Linked DNA regions of Mus musculus: regions 1 and 2 are each linked to region 3. The links are chromatin contacts, called in public promoter capture Hi-C maps. All regions are on one chromosome and are shown on one strand. Each heading gives the region's core, a stretch centred on a gene start, on an enhancer-like site or on the middle of the called end of the contact. The rest is flanking DNA. Distances are from core to core; before and after follow the strand shown.

Region 1 (2,803 bases), core at 135-2,634, 250 kb before region 3:
GATCCCTGGGACTTCCAGATTGTTTGAGAGACCCTGTTCCAGAAAAATAAAGTGTATGCCTAGCAAGATGGCTCAGTATATGACGGAGCCTGCCCGACACCCGAGTTCAATCCCCAGAACCCACCGCTGAAGGAAAGATGACCTCTGACCCACACACATGCAACGACACTCCCATGCATGTGTTGCACCTACACACAATAAAAACACATAAAAAAATAAATAAGTACATAGATAAATAATGAAAAGTGATTGACAAAGACCCTGGAAAAGACTGGAGAGATGGCTCAGTGGTTAAGAGCGTTGACTGTTTTTTTTACAGAGAACCTGAGTCTGGTTTCTGCAATAGCTCACAGCCATTTGTAACTCCAAGGCTCACAGCACCCCTGCCTGCCTCTGTGGATACTGCATGCATGTGGTTCACATAGGCACAGGAAGGCAAACACTCATATACATTGTCTTGGTTAGGGTTTCTATTGCTACAATGAAACACCGTTACCAAAAAACAAGTTGGGGAGGAAAGAGCTTATTTGGCTCATACTTCCACATTGCTGTTCATTATTGAAAGAAGTCAGGACAGGAACCCAGACAGAACAGGGACCTGGAGGCAGGAGATGATGCAGAAGCAGTGGAAGGTTGCTCCTTATGGCTTGCTCAGCCTGCTTTCTTATACAACCCAGGACTACCAGTCCAGGGACAGCACCGCTCATAATGGGTTGCTCCCCCCCCCCAATCAATCACTAATTGAGAAAATGCCCTACAGCTGGATCTCATGGAGACATTTTCTTAACGGAGGCCCCTTCCTCCCCGATGACTCTTAGTTGTGTCAAGTTAACACACAAAACCACCCAGTACACACACAAAATGAAAATAAATAATACATCTAAAATAATAACAATAGCTGAGAAGTACTGTTATCTGCCTTGGAGCCTATCACTCAAGAGGCAGAGGCAGGGGGATCTTTGTGAGTTTCAGGCCAGCCTGATCTACATAGTGTTCCTGGATAGCTACATAGTGGGTGGGAGATGGGTGGTGGTGGTAGTGAATATATAAGTAAATAAATAAATTTAAGGAGTCATGGGGGGGGGGCGTCGCTGATCTTCCTGGAGGGGAAGGGTTCGCTTAAGCTGAACAGCTGAGTAGCGATTGCTGCGGAGCCCGCGTGTTGAACGGTTCTGCTAAAGACGGATTCTGCTTCCAAGAACCGATCCTGTCTCTGCTTTCATTCTCTGGTTTCAAATCTGCGGTCAGAGCCACAGCTGAGCCTTTCGCTAGGGACCAAAGAATTTACCCTGACGACGGTGTTAGGAAAAGCTGCCTGGGGCGGAAGAGTGGGGCGGGGCGGGTCTCAGGGAAGGGGGCAGGGGAGGTGCCCGGGGTGTCCACCAGGGGATTGGCAGCCACGTTTCAGGGACAGGCGGCCTAGCTCGGCGGCCCTGGGCCGGGCTCACTCAGGCTGCAACGTTGCCCGGTGGCCCCGGGATCCTGAGCATAGAAGAAGACGGTCCACTAGGACCCCAGATCACGGGGCTGACTTCCCGGACCTCGGGTTACTCTTCGACTGCCTCCAGCGCCGGGTAGGGATTGGATCTTCCCCGCCAACTCAGAGCAGGCCGCCCGGTGAGCTCCCGGACAGGTACGGACCTGGGATGGGACTCGAGGGTCGTGTCCAAACCAGCGGCTGGAGCAGTCTGGAGAATGGAGGAGTCTCTCCACTGGCTCTGTGTGCCCCTCCCCGCCCCCAACCCACCCCACCCCAGGGACGCAGTCTCCAGGAGTCTGTACATCGTTTCCCAGACTCTTCCCTTATGCAGTGCACTCTTACACTGAGCTAGCTGTACACGTGCAAGTTGCAAAGCTACAAGTCCCACTGAGAAGACTTTACATTCCGTGTGTGTGTGTGTGTGTGTGTGTGTGTGTGTGTGTGTGGTTTTTCTTTTTCTTTTCTTTTGTACCTCTGACTGGCCTTGCTATGTAGCCCAGCCTGGCCTTGTACTCAGAGATCCCCCTGCCTCTTCCTCTTCAGTACTGGGACTAAACCCGTGCGCAGCCACACCCTACTATTTTTTACTAACATTTAAGATAGCATACAAAGTAGTGGGCTTCATTTCCCACGTTTCATACATACTTTGTTTTTATGGAACTAGGTCTACCGGGTCGATGGTGGCAGGAAAAAGTGCCTGCCGCCAAGCCTCCTGGTGATTCTCAAGACTCAGAGTTAAAGGCGAGAATGGAGACCCACGTGTTGTCCTCTGACCCACACACTAACACGCATACACATCAAACACTTGCGCAACAATAACATCTTACTTTTTATTTAAAATCAAATTTAAAAAAAAAAAAGAAGAAAAGGTTCTCCCAGCACCCCCTCTCGCAGCTCTACCCATGTCCCAAATAGCCAACCGAAAAGGGGGAAAAGAAATAGCCAGCCCAGACCAACATGTAGGCCCTGGGCCGCGGCTGGATCACTCTGGCTGGCAGCCCCTTTGCAGAATGCGTGCTTCAGGGTCTCAGGCTGTTTCCTGACTTAGCTACATTGATGCATTTCAGCTGTGTTTATTCCTTTCCGTGTAACGTTTGTTCTTCTGAGTTCATTTCTTCAGTTTATTCCACTCCCTGTCTTGGAAGTATAAATAACACAAATCTGATTTTAGTGGTTTGTTTTGTTTTGTTTTGTTCTGTTTTTCGCCAGTAGCCCTGGCGGTCCTGGAACTCGTTCTGTAGACCAGGCTGGCCTCGAACTCAGAGCCTGCCTCTGCGCAAATCTGATTTTAAACAATGACCGTGTGCTGACTAGTTTTATGTC
Region 2 (2,715 bases), core at 101-2,600, 190 kb after region 3:
GGCTGTATAAGAGGTAGCTGAACAAGCCGGGAGGCATGTGCTAGTAAACGGTTGTCCTCCATGGCTGGCTTGAGGCTTGGGTTCCTGCCTCAGTTTCCTTCAACGGTGGGCTGTAACTTGTGAAGGGAAACAAACGGTTTCCTCCCCTAAGCTGGCTTTGGTCAGTGTTTTATCACAGCAAAAAGCAAATTAGAACGAATGGCCACTGTCGATGGGTCATCCTTTTTAGAGCTGGTTTTGAAAACAGGCTCCTTTCCACAAGTAAGGTACCTCAGGAGGAGACTCTCTCTACCTTGTCATGAAACTCCCGAAGTAGCTGGCTAGCCAGGGTTCCACGCAGGGGTCTGGGGAGCCCCAGGGCTTGAAGAGTTAGCGTCAGTTCCTGAACAACGCCATTCGCCTTCTTTGTCCCTTCTCCAAAGGATGGCACAGGGCTAGAATCCCGCTGGAGCCTTAGATGCAAGAGGCGGGCAGCCTGGAGCTCAGAGCAAAGAAACCCTAAAAAGAGGAGTAGATCCCTACCCAACCAGAACCTTGGCCCTTCCCCCAGAGTAAGCCTCACCCACCGACAATGGGGGATGTGGGTCCACTTCAGAACCACCCAACTGGCGTTTAACTCAACGCATTAAAGTTTTCAGAGGCCTCTGTCAGAATTCAAGCCAAGCCTTAATTAACCCTAGCCTATCTACCTGCGGCCTTCAAGCTCGCCGCAAAGCTTTGGCCACACCCACGGGAGTCCAGTCTGAGCGTCAGAGCCCGCCCCATTCAGAGGCCCCGCCCACCGCCACCACCCTGGGCCTTCCAAGCTCGCTCACGCAGCAGACGCAGGCCGCCGCCGGGCTCCCGCAGCACGGTGGCGCAGTCTCCGCCGCAGAGCGCGCGATCCGGGCAGTGCAACGCCCGCAGCCAGCCGGCCAACTGCCGCAGGAACTCTTCCTCTGTGTCCGGGCCTGCGGGAGGAAGAAGCCATCAGGAAGCAGCGGGTTCCGCGGCTCTACCCGCCGTCCACCCAGCTTCTCACGCACCGTGGCCGGCGCCCAGCACTGCGGTGCCCTCCTCTCGCCGCTCCAGAGCTCCCAGAGCCGTCAGCTCGGCCGCCAGCCGCGCGCACAGCGCCCTGAAGTCTGCACACGCGGGACCCCGAGACGCCCCCTCCGGGAGGGCATCGTACCTGCGGCGGGGCACGCGTCAGTGCGAGTCCCTCTGCGTCCGCGTCCCCAGGCGAGTGCGCCCTTCCCGTACCCCCAGGCCACACCACCGAATCTTTTACCCCAGTGTCAGAAGGTCACCCGCTACCATGGCCCCATCCATGGCAACTCCGTCTGCGGACCCGGTGCGCGCGCCCCCTTCCGCCAGGGAAAGGCTCCGCCCCCTCTTCCCTCCGCCTCCTCTCTCCCGCTGCTATCCAACCATATTCTCGTGCGAAGGCGCTTCCACGCTCCTATTGGCTTGGTCGCGCGCCACGCGCACCCTTCAGGTAACTTGTCCAGTGTAAATTTTATAGCTTGAGGTTTGGATCTACGAGGTCGCAGGAGGCTCGGGTGTCCCTACTGTCCGACTCTCAAGAAAAAAAAAAAAAAAAAAAAGCAAAAAGCAACTTATTTAACTTTTATACTTTTGGAGGCAGGGTCTCGATTTATACATTTATGTAGCTCAGGCTGGCTTCTTAGTCCTGCTTCCTCCTTCTGTTTGCTGGTTGACAGGCGTGTGACACGCCCAGCTGCCCTTTGTTCTTAGTGCACCCCAGACCGAAAGTCCCATCCGACTTGTTTTTCTTCCACTTTAGGATTAGATTTTCAGCACGTCTTCACATCCACTCTCCCACCTCAGCCAGACCCTCCTTCCACCTCACAGTGGGTCCAGTGTTAGCCAGACTCTCTGCCTCTGTAGGCCTTCGAAAGAAAAAGCAGATGCCATTGAGAAACTCCATCCTAAGGGGGAGGCAAGCCGATGGGACTGGGGTTGACTCCATTTGCCAGCTAATGTTTCTGCCAAACTGGTTTTTTCCATCTATGCGATTGGGATCCAAGGGCAATAAAGTATATGTTTTATGTGCCTGAATGTCGTGTGTGTGTATGTGTGTGTGTGTGTGTGTGTGTGTGTGTGTGCGTGTGCATGTGTGTGCGCGTACCTTGTGCCCACAGAAGTCAGAAGGCTTACAATCTCCTGCAACTGGACTTCCAGGACTTCCAGGTGGTCGTGAAGTCTTGTGTGGGTGCTGGGAACCAAACCCAAGTCTTCTGCTAGAACAAGTGCTCCTAACCACTGAGCCATCTCTCCAGCCATTAATATATTAAATGGAATCTGGCCTCACTAAGACCCTCCTATCTTAGCCCCCCAAGATCTGGGACTATAGGTTTGTGTCACACCCAATGTTTCAAGCACTCATTTTTTTTTTTTTTTAAGATTTATTTATTGTTATATGTAAGTACACTGTAGCTGTCTTCAGACGTACCAGAAGAGGGCATCAGATCTCATTACGGATGGTTGTGAGCCACCATGTGGTTGCTGGGATTTGAACTGAGGACCTTCAGAAGAGCAGTTGGTGCTCTTACCCACTGAGCCATCTCGACAGCCCCCTCAAGCACTCATTCTTAAAAGTGTGAGGATTATGGTCCATATGTTAAGGTGCATCCTTAGTTAATAACAAGTAAAGCCGGGCGTAGTGGCGCACGAATTTGATCCCAGCACTCAGGAGGCAGAGGCAGGCGGATT
Region 3 (2,846 bases), core at 27-2,526:
ACTACTCTCCCAGAACACTCATTTCTTCCTCACTCAATGAACCCCCAAGTCTTTTAATCAGGCATTCCTAATCAGACTTCCATTTTCCCAAACTAACCCCCTCCCATTATCCTCCATCCCTGCTCCTACTGTCTTCCACTATTCTCACTGTTGAACTATTTCCCCGTGAACCTGGAACCTTAACTGTTTCACTACCTCTCCCTTCTTCAAAGCACCCACACTCTTTTGGGTCTCCCCATCAATTCTAATTACGCCCCTATCCTTTTCTTTTTACAGCAAGGCGCCCTCAATAAATCTCACCCTCCTCACACAAACATCTTTTTTGTTCCTAGGCCCCTAACTTCTGTCCTGAACACCTACCTTCTCAGACCCCTAGTCCCATCAGACCATCTTAACACCTACTCACCACACACCCTAGCCCATGCAGGCCCCCCTCCCTGTCTCAGGATTCCACAATCCTCTCCTTAGTGCCCCCTTTTTACCTTTCCTGATTCTTCATCTCTTCTAGAACCACCCCCCAACACACACACACACACACACACACACACACTAAGGCTTCCTGCAATTCCAATCTCTTCTTCAGACTCTCTGCACTCCAGACTATCTCCTCCATACTAGGATTCCCAAACCAAATACTATCCAGGCTCACCAATTCCCTTCCTGGACCCCATTGCTTGCCTGGGCCCCATCAATGCTTCCTCTGATCCAACAATCTCGCCTTAAAACCTAGTTCCATTGCAACCTCCCGAATCATCATCTCGTTTGTCCCAGTTCCCCGTGTCTCCTACCTGGCCGCCACTTCCCCCCTCCCCCTCCAGATTCCCAATTGCTTCCTTAAGCTCTGTAATCCCTCTCCGGGACTGCAAACCCGTTCCCGAACCCGCCAATTGTCTCCCAGGACCCTCCTCCAGGCCTCCCCGCCACGCGCAGGACGCCACCCAGCCCGGGTCACGGGCCGCGCACCTTGCGCTGCTGCTTCTCCCAGGCCGGGTCCAACAGCAGGTCCCGGTCCCAGTCATCCTCCTGGGCCATGTAGTCGCCCATGCTTCCGCCGCCACCCGCGCCATTGCCGCCGCCGCTGTTCGGGCCGTACTGGTACGCCTGGTTCGCTGCGTGGTAGTCCACCATTCCGCCGCCTTTCGCTAGCCCGCCAGCCGGTCCGCTACCGCCTCAGCTCCCGCCCCTGTGCCGGAGGCTCCGACTCGGCCGCCGCTTCAGCTGCTTTCAGCCCGCCCAAGACTGACGCCTGCGCAGTTCACTTGCCGCGCCTGCGCACTGCGCTGCCGCCGCCGCCCTCCCGCGCGCGCGCACCTGAGGAGGCCCCGGGCTCTCGGCGCCGGCGCAGAACGCACCTCCGGCTGCCCGCCCAGCGTGGGAGCCCAGGCGCTTCTAGCGGGAACGCGCGCGTCACCCCGTGTGGGCGGGGCCCAAGTCATGAATGATTCATAAGGCGGGGCTCCTCATCCGGCTTTAACCTGTTTCGGGGTGGAATGTGTTCCCATTCAGCCATTCAGACATAATCAAGATTTATTTGGCTGCCTGCTATGTGTGAGACCGTGTTTTCTGCCTTGGCATTAAAGAAGTCAGGAAAAGTCCCCACCCTTTCGAAACTATATACTATAAACCTTGCACGATGGAACGTGGGATCTCTGTTCTCAGGCCGCAGAGACTGAACGACAGATAACATGTTGGAGCTTGGGTTACACAGGAAGACCAGTCTTAAATTAAATAAATAATCGAGCTTAAAACTGGGCATGGTGGGCCGGACAGTGTTGGCGCACGCCTTTCATCCCAGCACTTAGAGGCAGAAGCAGGTGGATTTCTGAGTTCGAGGCCAGCCTGGTCTACAGAGTGAGTTCCAAGACAGCCAGGGCTCCACAGAGAAACCCTGTCTCGAAACAAACAAGCAAACAAATAACTGGGCATGGTGACACATACCTTAGATCCCAACTGGAGGTGTGGACAGGAGGGTTCAAGGCCAGACTTACTTAGTACACAGCGAGTTTGAATCTAGTGTGGGCTACATGAGGACCCTGTCTTAAAAAAAGAAAAGAAAAGAAACTCTAGAATGGGCTGGATTTGTAAAGTCTTCTGGGAAAAGGGAAAAGGTAGATATTTAAAGAAACTCTTTCAAAGATACGTCGAGTTAGATTGGACTGGGATAGCTAGTTAGCAGGGAAGGCAAGGGGTCCTTTTGGACTTGTCTATCTTCATTCTCGCAGCAAATACTATGCACCTACTACATGCAGCCACTTTCCAACTACGGACAGCATGGTAAGCCAGGTCAGTTATCAAACGACTAACTTTGTAGGAGAGATGGGCAACAATAAGAATTATGGAAACCAGGCATGGTGGTGTATTAATCCCAGCACTCAGGAGGCAAAAGCAGGCAGAGCACTGAGTTTGAGGCCAGCCTGATAGACAGAGTGAGTTCTAGGATAGCCAGAAAAACCCAGTCTCAGAGGGGGAAGTGGGGGTAGGTAGAGGAGAAAAGAAACACACACGGAATAATAATAGTGCCTCATTGAAGGCCATCTGATAACCAGAGGGGCCATCTCCATCTTGAAAGGTGACTTCCTGCTTCCAGCTGCTCAGGAAACCTTAATCCTCCCTTATAGGGCTTCTTACAAAGAGGCAGCCAGCAGCCACCATTCCAAGCCTTCTTCCTGCCACCCCCACTCTTCTGCCTCCAGCCTTTGGGTTTGATTTCTTTGAAATTTACATGTATTTATTGTGTGGGTCAGGGGTGCCCATGTCATGTGTGCTGGTCAGAGCTCATCTGTGCTTCTACCACCTGGGGTCCTAGGGGTCAGACTCAGGTTGACCGGCTCGGTTGCAAACTCCTT

What was found. Promoter capture Hi-C pulls out the DNA fragments that hold promoters and counts their contacts.
Region 1: a promoter capture Hi-C map of cranial neural crest shows a contact between it and region 3. The contact joins the promoter of Fbxo17 here to the promoter of Actn4 in region 3. A contact is called at or near these places in 1 of 39 promoter capture datasets (cranial neural crest), 2 of 115 datasets of contacts at active chromatin or transcription factors (embryonic stem cells and pancreatic cancer cells) and 1 of 9 other capture datasets (embryonic stem cells).
Region 2: a promoter capture Hi-C map of erythroid cells shows a contact between it and region 3, with 2.9 times the contacts expected there. The contact joins the promoter of Fam98c here to the promoter of Actn4 in region 3. A contact is called at or near these places in 1 of 39 promoter capture datasets (erythroid cells), 6 of 484 Hi-C or Micro-C datasets (B cells, the G1E-ER4 cell line, LSK cells and 3 more), 4 of 115 datasets of contacts at active chromatin or transcription factors (effector CD8 T cells, embryonic stem cells and pancreatic cancer cells) and 2 of 9 other capture datasets (adipose tissue and liver).

Annotation. Positions count from the first base shown.
Region 1 is chr7:28,715,406-28,718,208 of GRCm38.p6, forward strand. It overlaps Fbxo17 (F-box protein 17), which reads left to right and starts at 1,385. Exons shown (of 7, transcript NM_015796.2): 1 at 1,385-1,633.
Region 2 is chr7:29,154,860-29,157,574 of GRCm38.p6, forward strand. It overlaps Fam98c (family with sequence similarity 98, member C), which reads right to left and starts at 1,351. Exons shown (of 8, transcript NM_001146023.1): 1 at 1,271-1,351; 2 at 1,026-1,171; 3 at 816-950; 4 at 293-498. The coding sequence starts at 1,311.
Region 3 is chr7:28,961,056-28,963,901 of GRCm38.p6, forward strand. Actn4 (actinin alpha 4) reads right to left here and starts at 1,277. Exons shown (of 21, transcript NM_021895.3): 1 at 964-1,277. The coding sequence starts at 1,128.